2 separate regions of the Sus scrofa genome follow, and region 2 is linked to region 1. The links are chromatin contacts, called in public Hi-C maps. All regions are on one chromosome and are shown on one strand. The core of a region is the stretch at or near the end of the contact, and the rest is flanking DNA. Distances in the headings are between cores, read along the strand shown.

Region 1 (7,312 bases), core at 2,094-4,593:
GGCAAGAAGGGGGGTCCCAAAGCGAACTCCAGTCCCCACGGGTTTAGAGCCGCCCAGGAGCAGCAGGGTGGAGATGAGGCCGCCTCCTCGCTCCCAGTCGTAACTGCATGCCCCAGCGGAGCACTCCAGCCCAACCGCACCTAGGTGGCCAAGCTGGACGGGTGGAGGTGGCGGGAGTCTGACTAGTAGCTCGGGGGCGCCCCCTGAGGTCCAGCGGCGTCACAGCACCTTCGGAAAACGGAAAACTGGCATCTCTGGCTCTGGCATTTTTAACTTTGCCTGGTTGCAAAGGCTGCTGCTGCACCTCTCCGGCTGCACTTTTCCTAACCACAACCCTCCTTCCCTGCGCCTCGCACCTCTGCCCCTTAGCTTTCCGACATCCTTCGGCTCCCGGACCATTGTGTGGGCTATTTATTTACCTCGCAGCGTTGGCGCGCATAGTAAATGTGGAAGATGAAAACTGTCCCAGCCCCACACAGGCGGCATCACTGGCAGTCCCATTTTGGATTTCAGGTTTCCTCAGACATCAGTAAAAAGAAAATCCCAGCTGGCCCACTGACTCCACACCCGAACATAAGGAGAAGGCCAGAAGTGGACATTAGAAATTCCTCATACTTCTCAAGGTTGTGCTCCTGCTGCTTCCCACTGCCCCCATTAAAGCGTGACCCTTACAAAGCTCGACGCCAGTAAGCACCTGAGCCCACTCAGCCGGCAAGTCTATTGCAAAGAAGAAAGTCTAGAGGGGGAAGATGATTAACATAAATGCTGAGCGGGGGTTGGGGGATGAAGGGGCACATTTTTAAGAGTAAGTGTCCACATCTCCTCCAGCCCCTGGTGGAGGCAGAATCCTGGTGGGCAACTCCGGGCCTCAGGCTAAGTGTGGACACACGTCCTCGTTCGGCATCTAAGCTGGGATTCTGGGCTGTGGCAGGAGTTCCGTGCGGTTCTGGGGGCAAGAGGATGCGCAGAGGGAAAAGGGGGTTACCGAAGAAAAGGGGCAGGGCTTTGGCTCTCTGTCCTTCGAGGGCACCCCCGTACCTGCAAAGGGGACACTCGCTGCCAGTCCCCGAGGGCAGCAAGAGCGCCCGCGCCCTGCTCTAGTGCTCATGACGGAGCTGGGGGACCCGCTGCACCAAAACCGTGCGCTCGGACCGCCAGGGGACAGGCGGCTGTGACCATCGGGGGGCATATTCCTTTTTTTTTCTGGATAACCCTCACCTCCGAGTATCTAGGAGCTGGTAGATGAGAAAGCAGAAAATAGGGGGGCGGGGGCCTCTTGTCCTTAGGAGAGTGAAAGATGGAAAACGAAATCGCCCCATTTTCCCCATCCCTTTTCCAATTAGGGCAGAGGGCTTGGCCTCCACTTCCCAGGAAGGGGCCGGACAGATTCAAGGGAGCTCGAGGCTGCAGCCAGGAGGGAGAAGGGGGCTGCAAGAGGGAAAATGTAGGCAGCTGGCCTCTGCCCTCCCGGAACAGAAAGAGAAAGGGGGTCGACCAGTGGAGGGCTGGAAGTCGAGGGTCGCAGAGCCGCACACTGCTACGTGCGGTGATTTATTATCTTCATCACTGATCAATACTGTTCCTGTCTTTACCCGAACAGAAAGGTGCGGGTCTGGGCTGCCAGCCGCGAACAGCCTGCAAAAGGGCAAAGATGAAGGTAGGTAGGGCGGGAGACGGAAAAAATCCGCCCCGGCGCGAATAGCAACCCAGTCGCCGACCCGCCCCCCACCACCCACACCCCCACCGAAGCTGTCCTGCCGACCAGAGTTGCGGGATAGAGGAGCCTCGGGCCCGGGCTAAGGGAGCCACGGATCTCCCTAAACCGTCTGCTCCCTGCCCTCCCACAACGGCCAGGGGCCCGGGCCCAAGAAAGCCCCTTTGCCGGAACCAAAGCGCAACCCGAGCCCCAGCCCCCGAGCCAGGGTCGCCCCTGACCCCTGGGACCGGAACGCAGGCTGTTCCCAACATCCCCGATTCTTCACGGCCAGCCTTCAGCTTCCACCGTCTGGGCACCAGCCTCCCCAAAGGGTCGGGGAGCAGCAAATCACGCCCCCCCATAAGCTCCTTCAAACCCCGTCTGAGCAAGGGGCGCACCCTGCGCCCCCCAAACCCACAAAGGCATCCTCCCCATTGCCCCGGTCTCAAAAACCCCAGAGCTCTAGCTCCCCCGAACAGCGGCGAATCAGCAGAATGAGTCTTCTTTTCTCCCGACTCCGGCCCCCTTAGGCCCCCCAAACCCGAGAGAAACACAGACTTCTGCGGCCCCCGGCCCCCTTCCCGGCCAGCCCCTACTTCCATCCTCCCCAACCGCCAGCCTCCCTAAATGCTGCCAGAGCCAGCGGAGCGTATCCCTCTCCCCTTCATGGGCGCCCGACCCCCCTCCACTCTCTCCGGGGTCCCGGGGACGGGTGCCTGAGCTCCGTGCCCCGGGAATAACTCCATATCCCCCGCGCGCGCCGGCCAGGGCCGCGTCCCTCGGCGGCCGGCACTCACCGGGGAAGCACACGACATAATGGAGCACGGAACTGGTGATTTTCAGGAACAAAATCCACCAACACGGTTCCAGTAACCTCCGCATGTCCGAAAACGCACATCGAAAAGAGGAAGGCAGGGGGGTGGTAAACTTGTTGAATAAGTTCTTGCCTCCGTGTGAGCCTCCAAGCCTGGGCTCTTCCCCTGCTCGCCCGCTCAACGGGCCCCCCGCTCTCGGCGGCCCAAGTCCCCCTGGAATCCGGGAAACCGCTGAGCGCCCCCCGGAAAAATCTCAAAAAGTGACCGGGAACGTGGAGCCACGCTGGGGACGATCCTCGGCGGAGAAGGGCTGTTTTCTGTTCAAATAGGAGCGAGCAGGGCGAGGAGTCGGCGCGCGGCGGCGATGCCCGGGGCCCGGGGCAGGCAGGGACTGAAGGCGGCGGCGGCGGCTAGCAGCCGAGGATCCCCAACTTGAATCGGCAGCGCAGCCCTAAAGCCGGCGGGCGGCGGCGGGGCTGAGCGCGGCACAGCGTCTCCGGGCTTCAGGCAGGCAGCTCCTTCCAGGGCCCCGGGAAGGAAGGAGGCATGTTTGCGAGCAGGGAAGGGGAGGGTAGTGGCAGGAGGAGCGAAGAGCCCCCCCAAAATAGAAACGGCTAGAGGAAACCAAGGAAAACACAAAGGATCTCAGAGGGGCGCTGGGGCGAGGGCGCCTTCAGTCCATGCTCCTGAAAGTTGTGGCTCCGGCGCGAGCTGGGGAGGATCGGGGAGCGCGGGGCTGGAAACTAGCCATGCCTCCATACAGGAAGTAACATGTGAGCATGGATCCTGGCAGAGACTTTAAAGCCGGCGAGCGAGCAGGGGGCGCGCGGCGGCGGTGGCGGCGGCGCGCGATCAAGGACGCGCGGAGACTGCGGGGACGCGCAGCGGGGCTGCCGGCAGCGGGCGCGCGCGCACCGCGCTCTTAAAGCAGCCACGCTCGGCTCCCGCCTCTGTGGGGTCCCACAGCCCACTTCTCTCCCCTCGCCAGGCCGGAGTGCTGTGGACTCGGCGGGGGCAGTTTGGGTGCCGAGGGCTGCTCTGGCTGGGTCTCGGAAAGCGGGAGAAGGGCAGCTGCTTCTAGGGGTCAGCGAGTCTTTGCCAGATTCCCGTTCAGCTAGCTCTTAAAGACGCCGCAGTTTGAGCGGCTTTGGCAGCTGTCCCCTGGACCCCGTCAGCGTTTTTCGCGGACGGGAGACTTGTAGGGGCCCAGGCTCGGGTTTGAAGAGAGGAGGGGGGCCGACGGCTGCCTTCATAGCGTGATGGGGTTTCGTGTTGGGTTTCCGCGCCTTGGTAGCGCCGCGGCGGGGCGCGCCCTGCTCACTCCTTGCTTGCGCCCCCCAGCCTGGCGAATTCCCCCGCTTTGGAAACAAAGCCGAATGGCCTTTGCACTCGGACTGAGCTTTGAGATTTAATTTTTTTCTTCATTTCTCTCTCTCTCTTTTCCTTTTCTTTTCCGCCTTCCATTGGCCATGTTCCCGACTGGGGAGAGGTGGGGGTGGGGAGGCATATCGATCCTAGGCTTTTGAAATCCTGTCCTTCCGAGTCCCACACCCCTTTTCCCGGCGCCACGATGGTTCGGTGGCAGAGTTTTCCCAACTCGCGGCTTCACAGGAGGAGGGAAGGTTCCCTTACTCCGGCCTGGTGGTGGAGAGGGTGCAGGAAGTGCGCCTCTTACCCCTGACTGGGTGAAAGCTGCGCCCCTGGGCAGGACCGATTTCCTGGCAGCTACTCGGGGAGCCGCAACCTCTTTAGCAATCGCGGAGAGGCGTGTGAGGGAAATGGGAGGACTGGGCTTATCTGTTAGAGTTTTGTCCCTTGGCTCTCGGTGAGAGAGATCTTTATCGCTAAGACTTCTAAGCGCCCTATTTTCCCCTCTTATGGCGGTGCTAAAAGTGGGGGAGGTGGGCTTTTGATTAAATGGGTAATTCAGCCAAAGTAATTAGCCATTTGTAATTTTTGCCTAATTTTTCTGCCTCAGTTTAAAAGCCATCTTGACTTGTTTTTATCATGCCCCTGCTGTTTCATCCCACCACGCAGGGTCCTCCACCCACCCAAACATCCCAACCGGATGCTAGGTTTTCAAATAATATACACATGTTCGAAATCCTCCCACAAGATGTGATTAGGGAAGTAGTTTTACACCCACACTTCCAAAAGAAAAACCTTTGAAAAGTTAAATTTGGGATTAGGGACTAATAAAAGCCAGGAAGTTCCTGGGGAGCCCTCCCCCTCCCATCTTTAGCAGAACGGAGTGAACACCCTGCCCCAGGGTGGGGAATGAGTTGAGTTTGTTTGTTTTGGAGTTTGGTCCTTCCTGGTTTTGTTGGAATCTTGATTCCCCCATAAATGCTTGAGAGGGTCAGTTTTCTTGGAAGTGTTGTATTTAAGGGATGTCCATAGGTCAGTGGAAACTTTTGAGAGGTTCATATAACCCCTATGTGTCTGGCTACCTCATTAAAAATTGAGTGATAAAATGAGGAAATCCCGAGGAATTTGAATCAGAACATAACACCTGGATAACCATCCCCAAATGAGTTCCTCCTTCGCAAAATGAATGTAATAAAAACTGTCATTTGGAATGCTTACCATGTACTAGGCATTGTGCTAAATTATTTCTCTAAACTGTTCATTCCACAAATATACTGAGCACTTATTGAGGGGAGGAGACAACTGGGGATACAGCCATGAACCAAAAGGACAGGCCCCTGCCCTGTGTGGAGCTTACCTTCCAAAGTGCAGGATACACTCTCTCACAGAGTCCTTACAACAGCTGCCATTGTTCAGAATTATTTTCCTCATTTATAGATCCAGAAACATGCTCAGAGCTGGGAATAATGGATTCCCAGCTAGTGAGTAGCACAGATGAGGTTCTCAGGTCTGTCTGCCTCCAGAGATGTGAAAAAGCAGAGAAATAATGTCTTGAGAAGATACTGAAATGTGGGATGGGAAGAAATGGTTTAGGAATGGGGGAAATCGCACATTGGTTTGGAGAATGAATTGCCACTGCCCTTATCATTTAGGAGGCCCCATAATAAAAATTAATGTCAGATTAGGTCTGGGCTGTTGAGTATCCTGGATGCCCAGGCTGAAGTGTACCAGAAAGTGCTCTTGGAAGAAACTTTCTACAACCCAGTCCCCACCAGTTCCACCAGTTCCCATAATAAAATAGAATGTTAAAGACATGACTCAGGATGCCTTTTCATTCACTCTACAATCAATCACAGAACAGCTCATACACACCACTCTATCAAGTGTTAGCAGTACAGAACGACAGGCAGTGGACCTAACAATGCTCCCTTTACCTGCTGATTACAACCCCCAGGTGATGATGTGAGGGCTTCATAATACGGTGAGCCATCCAGGGCAGTCGGTGTACTGGCCCTTGGAGTGCCAAAAAAGTATGAAGAGCCTTAGAAGTGTTTATCTACCCCATGGGAAGATAAGAAGGCTGCAAAGAGAAGGTGCTGGTTTTGGTAATAAATTATTCCCTAACTTAGTGGCTTAAAACAATACAGTACACGTTTATTACCTCACAGCTTTGTAGGTCAGAAGTTGGAGCACAACATAACTACTCCAGGTCTCCGTAGGCTGAAATCAAGGCGTCAGCCAGCATTCTCATCTGGAGCTCAGGGTCCTCTTCAGAATTCATTCAGATTATTGACAGAATCCAGTTCTTTGTAGCTATCAGCTGAATATCCCTATTTTCTTGCTGGCTAGAAGTAAGTTTCAGCGAGAGGCGACTTCAGGTCCCAGCCAGAGGGTCCCCTCACAACATGGCAGCTTATTACTTCAAAAGCAACAGTAGAATCTCCCTCCAGTCCACTCTGAAGGAGTCTTGGGAGTGACAATCGCATCACTTTTGCCATATGATGTAACCTTATGAAGGGAGTGACTACCCCATAACATTCACAGGTCTCACTCTCAAAGAGGGGATTATACACCAGGTGTAGGAATCTTTGGAATCATCCTAGAATTCTGCTTACCATAGTGCTGGTGATCTATTTTGAGTATACACTGGTAGCTAAAGGCAATATCTCCCAAGCCAGTCTATTTGGGTTCTTGTTACTTATACCTGCTCAACTATGGACAACTTAACCACTTAACCTCATCATTAGGTGCCTCAGTTTCTTCTTCCTTTGTAAAGAGGGAATAATAACTGCACCTACTCCTAAATTGAGAAGATTAGAAGAGGTTAAAGAGTTCCTGCTGTGGCTCAGGGGAAACAAAACCTGTGACTAGTGTCCATAAGGATGCAGGTTTGGTCCTTGGTCTCACTCAGTGAGATAAGGATCCAGCATTGCCATGACCTGTGGTGTAGGTCACAGACCTGGCTCAGATCTCATGTTGCTGTGGCTGTGGTGTAGGCCAGCAGCTGCAACTCCGATTAGACCCCTAGCCTAGGAACTTCATATGCCATGGGTACAGCCCTAAAAAGCAAAGAAGCAAAGAAATAAGGGGCGGGGGGGGGGGTTAAAAAGAGTAAAGTACTGAGAGCAGTGCCAGGTGCCTAATAAACATTTAGTAAACATAAACTATTACTATTATCTTCTTAACAAGCTTAAGCTATAGGAATGAACATCTGTTATTTTTTACCTGCTCAGCTTCCATTTCTTTTCTTCTAGTAAAAGCATTCCACTTTCTTTTGTGCTAATCTTCCCAAATGGTTTTGGGAAGCCTAACCCCTTCTTCCTCCATCACTACCCTCACTGACTCACCTCATCTATCCCAGCCTGGCTCTTTGGAGCATCTCAACCCCCTGGCCTTATTGACTTAGAGATGGCTACATGTTTCCACCTGGTCC
Region 2 (7,312 bases), core at 2,785-5,284, 300 kb before region 1:
CCCCCTACCCTGAGACATCAGCAAGGGATAGAAATATTTAGGTTATATCATGACTTGGGGAGGGAAGTGATACTGGCGTCTAGTGACTTGAAGCCAGCAATGCCTCTAAACATCCTACAATACAGAGGACAGCCCCCCACCCCCAATCGTGAATTACATGGCCCCAAATATCAATAGGTCCGACGTTGAGAAACACTATTGCACAGGAACGCAGACCTCCAACGATAATCAGAGCCACTGACTTTCCAACAATGTCCACGGTCCTTAAGAGGTCCATCAGAAGACAACTAAGGAGATGAAAAGGACGTCAAGAGGATACAGATCTGGACTAAGATTTTCTCTTCATGTCTATGGGGGAGGGGGTGTGGGAAAGTATTTGAGTGGAATGCTCTGTACCTAAAAATACTACATCTAGTCAACTCTATATTCTCAAGAAAAAATGATAACTGAACTTTCCATTAAAGAAAGGAGCTATCACTTTTACTATCACTAACTTCCTCCTTACTCTGTTCATGGACCACTCAAACAGCTAGAAAAATCCCCTTAAAAAACAACATGACAAGGACATAAATGATATGATAAGGATGTTAAGAAGGTAATAAATGAGTGAAACAGGCCAAAAGGAGATGACAGGGAGTGGTTGGGACTGTGAGAAAAAAAGATGCATGCTATGTCTTAAGAGGCCAGTGGCTACCCAGTCTAACCTGTTGCAATAAAAAAGACATTGACCTAGTAGAAATCTCCTGGTTTAAAGAGACTAAAATTTCTAACTTCCATCTCAATACGTTACTGTGTCCAGAGGACAAATATTTGCAACCACTGTCAGGTAATGTCCTTCTTTCCCCATCCACATCCAAGATTCTTGGCTAAATATCATGCAATCACTCTGACTCTTTAAGCTTTTCCTTGTATTACGTGGTTTTATTTTATTTCATTTATTTATTTATTTTGTCTTGTTGCCTTTTCTAGGGCCACTCCCACAGCATATGGAGGTTCCCAGGCTAGGGGTCGAATTGGAGCTGTAGTCACCGGCCTACGCCAGAGCCACAGCAACGCAGGATCTGAGCCACGTCTGGAACCTACACCACAGCTCACGGCAACACTGGATCCTTAACCCATGAAGCAAGGCCGAGGATCAAACCCACAACCTCATGGTTCCTAGTCGGATTCGTTAACCACTGTGCCACAACGGGAACTCCCTCGTATTACATGGTTTTAGATCTTCTCTTTTCTGAATGCATCTGAAAAGAAGAATTCTAGAAAAGGTGGTATGGAGGAGATAAATAGTCTAAAAGGTTTTTTTAAAAAATATATTTATCAATTGAATTGTTAACTTGTCTGCCTCTAATAACTATCCTCTAAGTTTCTTATGAACTACTATTTCTCTAGAACATCAGTCACGTCTGGTATTTGGTAAGCACTCGAGAAATATTTGGTGACTAAATGAATTTTAAAATCCTGATTAGTTTGCCTGATGTGACCATTCTACTAATAGAGCCAGAGAATATGAAGCTTCACTATAATAGAGTGAAGATGTATAGAAAAGGAAGTGTCACTAGAATCATCAACGGGTCAAATTTTCATGTGAATGTAAAACAAACCAAGTCCAGTAAAAAGCTGCGTGCTGCAGTGGAAACAACCTCCAGTTCAATCTTCCACAGCCTCACCTATAAGTTAATTTCAGTTTGTTTCATTATAATGTAAAGAATGTTAAAAACATCACATAAGATTATATACATGGTCTGAGAAGGATAAATCTCACCTTACAATGCCTAAAGAAGCCAAGGATGTCCAATCTCATCACTGGTATTCATCACCATACTGGAGGATCTAGCCATAGTGGAGGTTCTAGCCAAGGCAATTAGGCAAGAAAAAGAAATAAAAGGCATCTGGATCAGAAATGATAAAGGAATACTATCTCAAGTCATGTAAGATATGACCTTGTACACAGAAAGGCCTTAAAAAAAAAAAAAACCCACTAAAAGATGATTAAGGCTAATAAATAAATTCAGTAAGTTTGCAGGATATAGGATCAATATATAAAACTCAGTGGTTTTTCTATACACTAGCAATGAACAGTCCAAAAAGTAAATTAAGATCATCAAAAACAATAAAGTCCTTCAAAACAAATTTTGCAAAAGAAGTATAAAACTTGCATACTGAAAATGAACACTACAAAGAAATCACGAAAAGAAATTAAAGACCTAAGTAAATGGAAAGCCATCCCATGTTCTCATATCAGAAGGCTTCAAATTTGTACTAGTATTCCAATTTGCGCTGAACCTGAGGACACAGAGATAAACAGCCTAGGAGCCTACAAAGAAAGTTGTCCCTCAAGGTTTTTTATTGCCTTATTAATCAATGTTCTAATTGTCTGATCATTATGTAAAGTAAACAGCTTTATCGCCCTAGAGCTCACACTTCCCAATTATTTTTGGAAGGAATTTTTAGAACTTTGGTATATTTCTTATCAAAAAGGAAATGAGGTAAATTCCACAGGCTTAAACTCACGGTGAACCTATGGTGGTTCTTAATGATGGCTACTTTTCTGTTTTTTATACCCTTGATTAGACTTTCTTTCTATCCCTATATGGCAATAGTTGAAAAGATCCAGGAATTCTGATATAGACAGGTTGGTGATCTTATAGAAATATCAGGCATTACTGGTTAAACCATGTCACTTGATCCATCTACAAACTGTAAAGCATATTACAATATCCTACACTCCAATGTCACAACTGTAGTAGCATTCCATGGTGTTTTACAAGCCCAGGAAAGTGTCAAGTCACATTCAAAAAAGAAATGCGTTATCAAACAAAACCGGTGTTCACATGTTATATTTTCTAGCCTGACTTGACAATCAACCACTAAAGAAAACCAAAAACAAGAGATAAAAGAATGAAATCCTATAGCTCATGTTTATTACCCAAGTCACTGAATGAAGAAGGCTCCCCAGGGCAAAGGGATCTATCATTCGGAAGGCTTGTCAGGTCTCCCCAAATTAATTTCTTTCCACGAGATGCAGCATATTCCCCAATATTCATAAAAGGCTCCATCAATAAAACTGAAAATGTTAAGTGTTTCAGTGAGTTTGGGTGATAAATGCCAGACTATGAGCAACAATTCTGATACCCTGACACTTTTGGTGAAAATTATCTCATACAGAAAAGTCCCACATTTAACAACAGAGATCTCAGGAAGTACTTCTCTCACTTAATAAGCCTTGGCAGCATTTCAAATTAAATACTCTATTGTGCAAGGAGCTAATTATGTTAAGATTAGACTCAAAGAATGATAGGGACATTTACTGTACTTTCAGTAATTATGCCAGCCTTCTATACTCAGGAACACAAAGTGTTCTTCCTAATTTTGAAAGGTGTCACTGCTAACCCAATAAATTCCACAATACACACAGCTTGCTCAGAGTTTAAATATTTTGGAACCAAAGAGGTATTTCTTTCACCAACTAGAATTCATTTTATATTTTCTCTCCCTTAATGCCATTATTTTCATTGTTTCTATCCCAAGGCGTCAGAAGTTACTATATGTAAACATGTCAAGAGCCTATGGGCCTGTTTCTGACACGCCACTAAATAATCAGTGCTTTTCCAACCAAGGCCTACGCACAACTAGTGAACTTTATTTATTTATTTTTTTGCTTTTTAGGGCCGCACTTGAGAGGCATATGGAGGTTCCCAGGCTAGGGGGTCAAGTCAGAGCAGCAGCTTCCAGCCTATGCCAAAGCCACAGCAATGCAGGATCCAAGCCAAGTCTTTGACTTAGACCTTAGCTCACGGCAACGCCAGATTCTTAACCCACTGAGCTAGGCCAGGGATCGAACCCGAAACTTCATGGTTCCTAGATGGATTCGTTTCCACTGCACCACAATGGGAACTCCTATTTAGTGTATTTTTATTAACCGCTCAAATATGATTAATTTCTGCAAGTTGTTTGGTCAGCTGTTTCCTCCCCACTTCTGGTCTAATGATAAACTACAAAACAACCTGTGTGGTTTCTCTGCGGTTTACATATTAACCCCCTACTGGGAACCTCAGCATTTGTACCAATGTTTAAAAACACAAAATTAACTTCTGAGGGCCGGGCCAGCACTCTCAAATACGTCTCTACTGCTGCAAAATATTAACGGTCTCAATACTTAGAAAATAAATATACAAACACCAAGTCACACTTCTGTGCTCCCTGTGGGTCCACACCATTCTAAAAATTAAATAAAAGCCAGAAATTGCAGAATTTAAATATGACTTCTCTGCAAATTAAATATAAAGTGTTCTTATATTTGGACTCAGACATTTGATATCTAGGAAGCTGCACTTTAGATACAAAAAAACCAGACAAAAATGGACGCTAAGATTGTGCAAGGCAAGGACCCCACACTGTCTTTATGGTATAAAAACATGTCTAAGTTAAAAGCTACTTTTCTTTTCTTTCCTTTTTTTCTTTTTAGGGCCAAACCTGCGGCATATGGAAGTTCCCAGGATAGAGGTTGAATCGGAGCCACAGCTACCTGCCTATGCCACAGTCACAGCAAAGCAGGATCTCAGCCGCATCTGCAACCTATACCTGGTTTGGGGCAATGCCAGGTCCTTAACTCTCTGAGCAAGGCCAGGGATCAAATCTGCACCCTTATGGATACTAGTGGGGTTCTCTAAAAGCTACATTTCTTAATTTTTTTTTTAAGTAATACACAGAAGAGAGGAGCCATCCAACACTTTATAAATATAACTGGGAGACAGTTAAAATTTCCATAAATAAGTAGTTAAACACATTATGACAGATTTTAAAAAATGTCATATTTTATAGCAAATAAATGACATAAGGTAGAAATATAGGTACTTTACAAAGTCATGAATTACTGTTCAGTGGCGAAAGAGGAAGGCAAGGTACAGAAGGGCTTTTACAGTATGATGACATTGTGTTTCACACATTATCACCTAGACAGACATTGGGGAACTCGAACTCCTGAATTTGTAGCTAACTTTTAACAGTGGGGGTAGTACAGTAATAAGGTAAGGGGAAGTGGAAATAGGAAATGAGCAGGAGAAAATATGTTTCTACTTTCCATTATTTGGTTTTTCACAATATGCCTATTACTTCTATAATAATTTTTTAAAATGCCAAGTCCTAACCTCAAAAATTTACCAATGTATCCCTTCTGTAAAAAAATTAATTTGCTATTTAATGTTTAGAACTGATACTTTCACAGGTTTATAATCCATAAAACTAATACATCTGTGAACTATTTACATAAATTGCTATTTAAATTGTTATCTAGATGAGCAAACAACAGAAACTATTTAACTTGTTTCACTGTGGATAATAATTACCACTTTTGAAAACAACCAGCTTATTTTGAACAAATTTTAGAATCACAGAAAAGTTGCAAAAATAATATAGTTTTCCATATACCCCTCACCCAGCTTCCCCAAAATGTCATCTTATATAACCACAGTCCAATTATCAAAGCCAGGAAACTATCATTGGCAAGATGCTATTAATGGAAAGACAGACCTTATTTGAATTGTTCCAGGTTTTTCCTTAACATCTTTTTCTAGTTCCAGAATCCCATGTTGCATTCAGTTATTTTTCCTTAGGGCCCTACCCCCACCCCTCATACAACAATTTCTTAGTCCTTCCTGATCTTTCAAATTCTTGACAAAGGAGTCCTGATGAGTTACTGTAGAATGTCCCTCAATTTGGGGGATCTGATGTCATCCCAGGAATGGAGATTATGCATTTTTGGCAAGAGTACCCCAGAAGACGTAAAATAACACTGGGTCCTTCCTAATAACTGTTTTTGATTGTATAAAAATCTTTCATTGATATTGGGCTATTGAATGCTCAAATGTACAAACATTATTTGCAATGCTTTTTTCTTTTAATTTTTAAAGAAAAACTGCCTTTAGTCAATCATGGTTAAGACTTTAAAAAGTAGGAAGTAGACATCAATGATAAGGTTTCTCCACTGACAGTTGTGCCCTTCACCTTGGGTTCTTCTCAAAGGGGAGTCTGATTCTCCGCAAAAGATGGGATTGGAAAAAAACTCAACCATCTCTGTAAGATTTGTTCTCCAGTTACATCCCTAGAAAGGAATGATGGCACTTTTACAAATAAGAATAGAAAGACCTTGGCAAAGACTTGAAGCCAGTCTATGAAACGTGTGTGTCACTGAGGCACATCTCCAAGCAGACAGCCTTCCATCTGATAGATGTCTGAAATCGCTCACCATCAAAGTCCCAAAATATAAATACAGAGCAAATTTCTCTTTTGGAGCCACTAGGTAACCTTCATTTTGAAACACTTTCCAGTTCCCCCTGTGTATAAATAGAGGAGTTTACTGATTAATGAAGGAGCCTGCGTAATTAACATTAAAAACATTGTGATTCTTTTAAAGGAGGCGCCTCTCTTTCTAAAAGCCCCTTGCCATGCAGATGGCATTCAAGTACTTCTCACAACATCCGAGGCAATCCCAGGGCCCTTCTGAAATTGTTCCCCGAATAATGTCAATAGCAACGACTTCTTCCAGTGTCAGTTGCTGAACCCGAAGGCAGAGAAAGACAGCGCCAGCCTCTCTTAACACTCTACATTCTAATCAGGTCTGTGCTTTGACCTATGATTTCTACACCCTGCATAGAGAAGTAAATGAGAAGAGGGATCAAAAGCCAGAGCAAGAGATGTCTTGAGATCTTTATCCACCCTGAATCTCCCTTCTTTAGAGAAGGGCACATGCGGGAGGGAAGAGAGGAAGGAGAACTTCTAAAGGTAACAATTTTCTATTCCTTCTTCTCCTGTACACTTGTTAAAGTCCTAGGATATTCACAACTTAATAGGTTGGCTTCTCTCCTGACCTGCTTTATTTGTGGATTCTATCTAAGGGTAAGTCTTTGATGCCAGATTTATTCCATGGCGCAAAAACAAAAACAAAAACAGAAAACTGATGGGATTTGGCTTTGGAACTTCAGTTATGGGACTACAACTCCCTCATGAGACCAAGAGCAGGGTTTCTCAACCTCAGCACTACTGACATTTTCAGCCTGAAAATCCTTCGTGGTAGGGGTTGACCTGTGCATTGTAAGGGTATTTAGCAGCACCCCTGGCCTCTACCCACTAGAGGCTGGAAGCACTTTCCTCCGCCTCAAGTTGTAACAAGCAAAATTATCTTCAGACACTGTCAAATGTCTCCTAAGGGGCATAACCACTCCTGGTTGAGAACACACCACTGCCCCTGACCAGTCTTACAAATTTAAAGTGAGTGAGTGTGTATGAATGTGTATGTGTGTGTGCATGTGTGTGT

The links. Hi-C and Micro-C count contacts between places; a contact is called where the count stands out from the background.
Region 2: a Hi-C map of liver shows a contact between it and region 1, with 2.1 times the contacts expected there. The contact joins the enhancer-like site here to the promoter of PTPRG in region 1. A contact is called at or near these places in 1 of 5 promoter capture datasets (liver), 5 of 47 Hi-C or Micro-C datasets (embryonic fibroblasts, liver and skeletal muscle) and 1 of 2 datasets of contacts at active chromatin or transcription factors (skeletal muscle).

What each region holds. Positions count from the first base shown.
Region 1 is chr13:43,128,817-43,136,128 of Sscrofa11.1, reverse strand. It overlaps PTPRG (receptor-type tyrosine-protein phosphatase gamma), which reads right to left and starts at 3,343. Exons shown (of 31, transcript XM_021070772.1): 1 at 2,494-3,343; 2 at 1,593-1,635. The coding sequence starts at 2,511.
Region 2 is chr13:43,433,968-43,441,279 of Sscrofa11.1, reverse strand. The region is part of intron 3 of PTPRG (receptor-type tyrosine-protein phosphatase gamma); the gene reads right to left. Among named protein-coding and RNA genes, the nearest start is that of PTPRG, 300 kb to the right of the region's middle. Within about 2 kb of position 4,034, at least 5 of the 83 cell types and tissues checked have an H3K27ac peak or open chromatin away from gene starts, as enhancers often do. A contact at or near this core is called in liver, where this site is marked.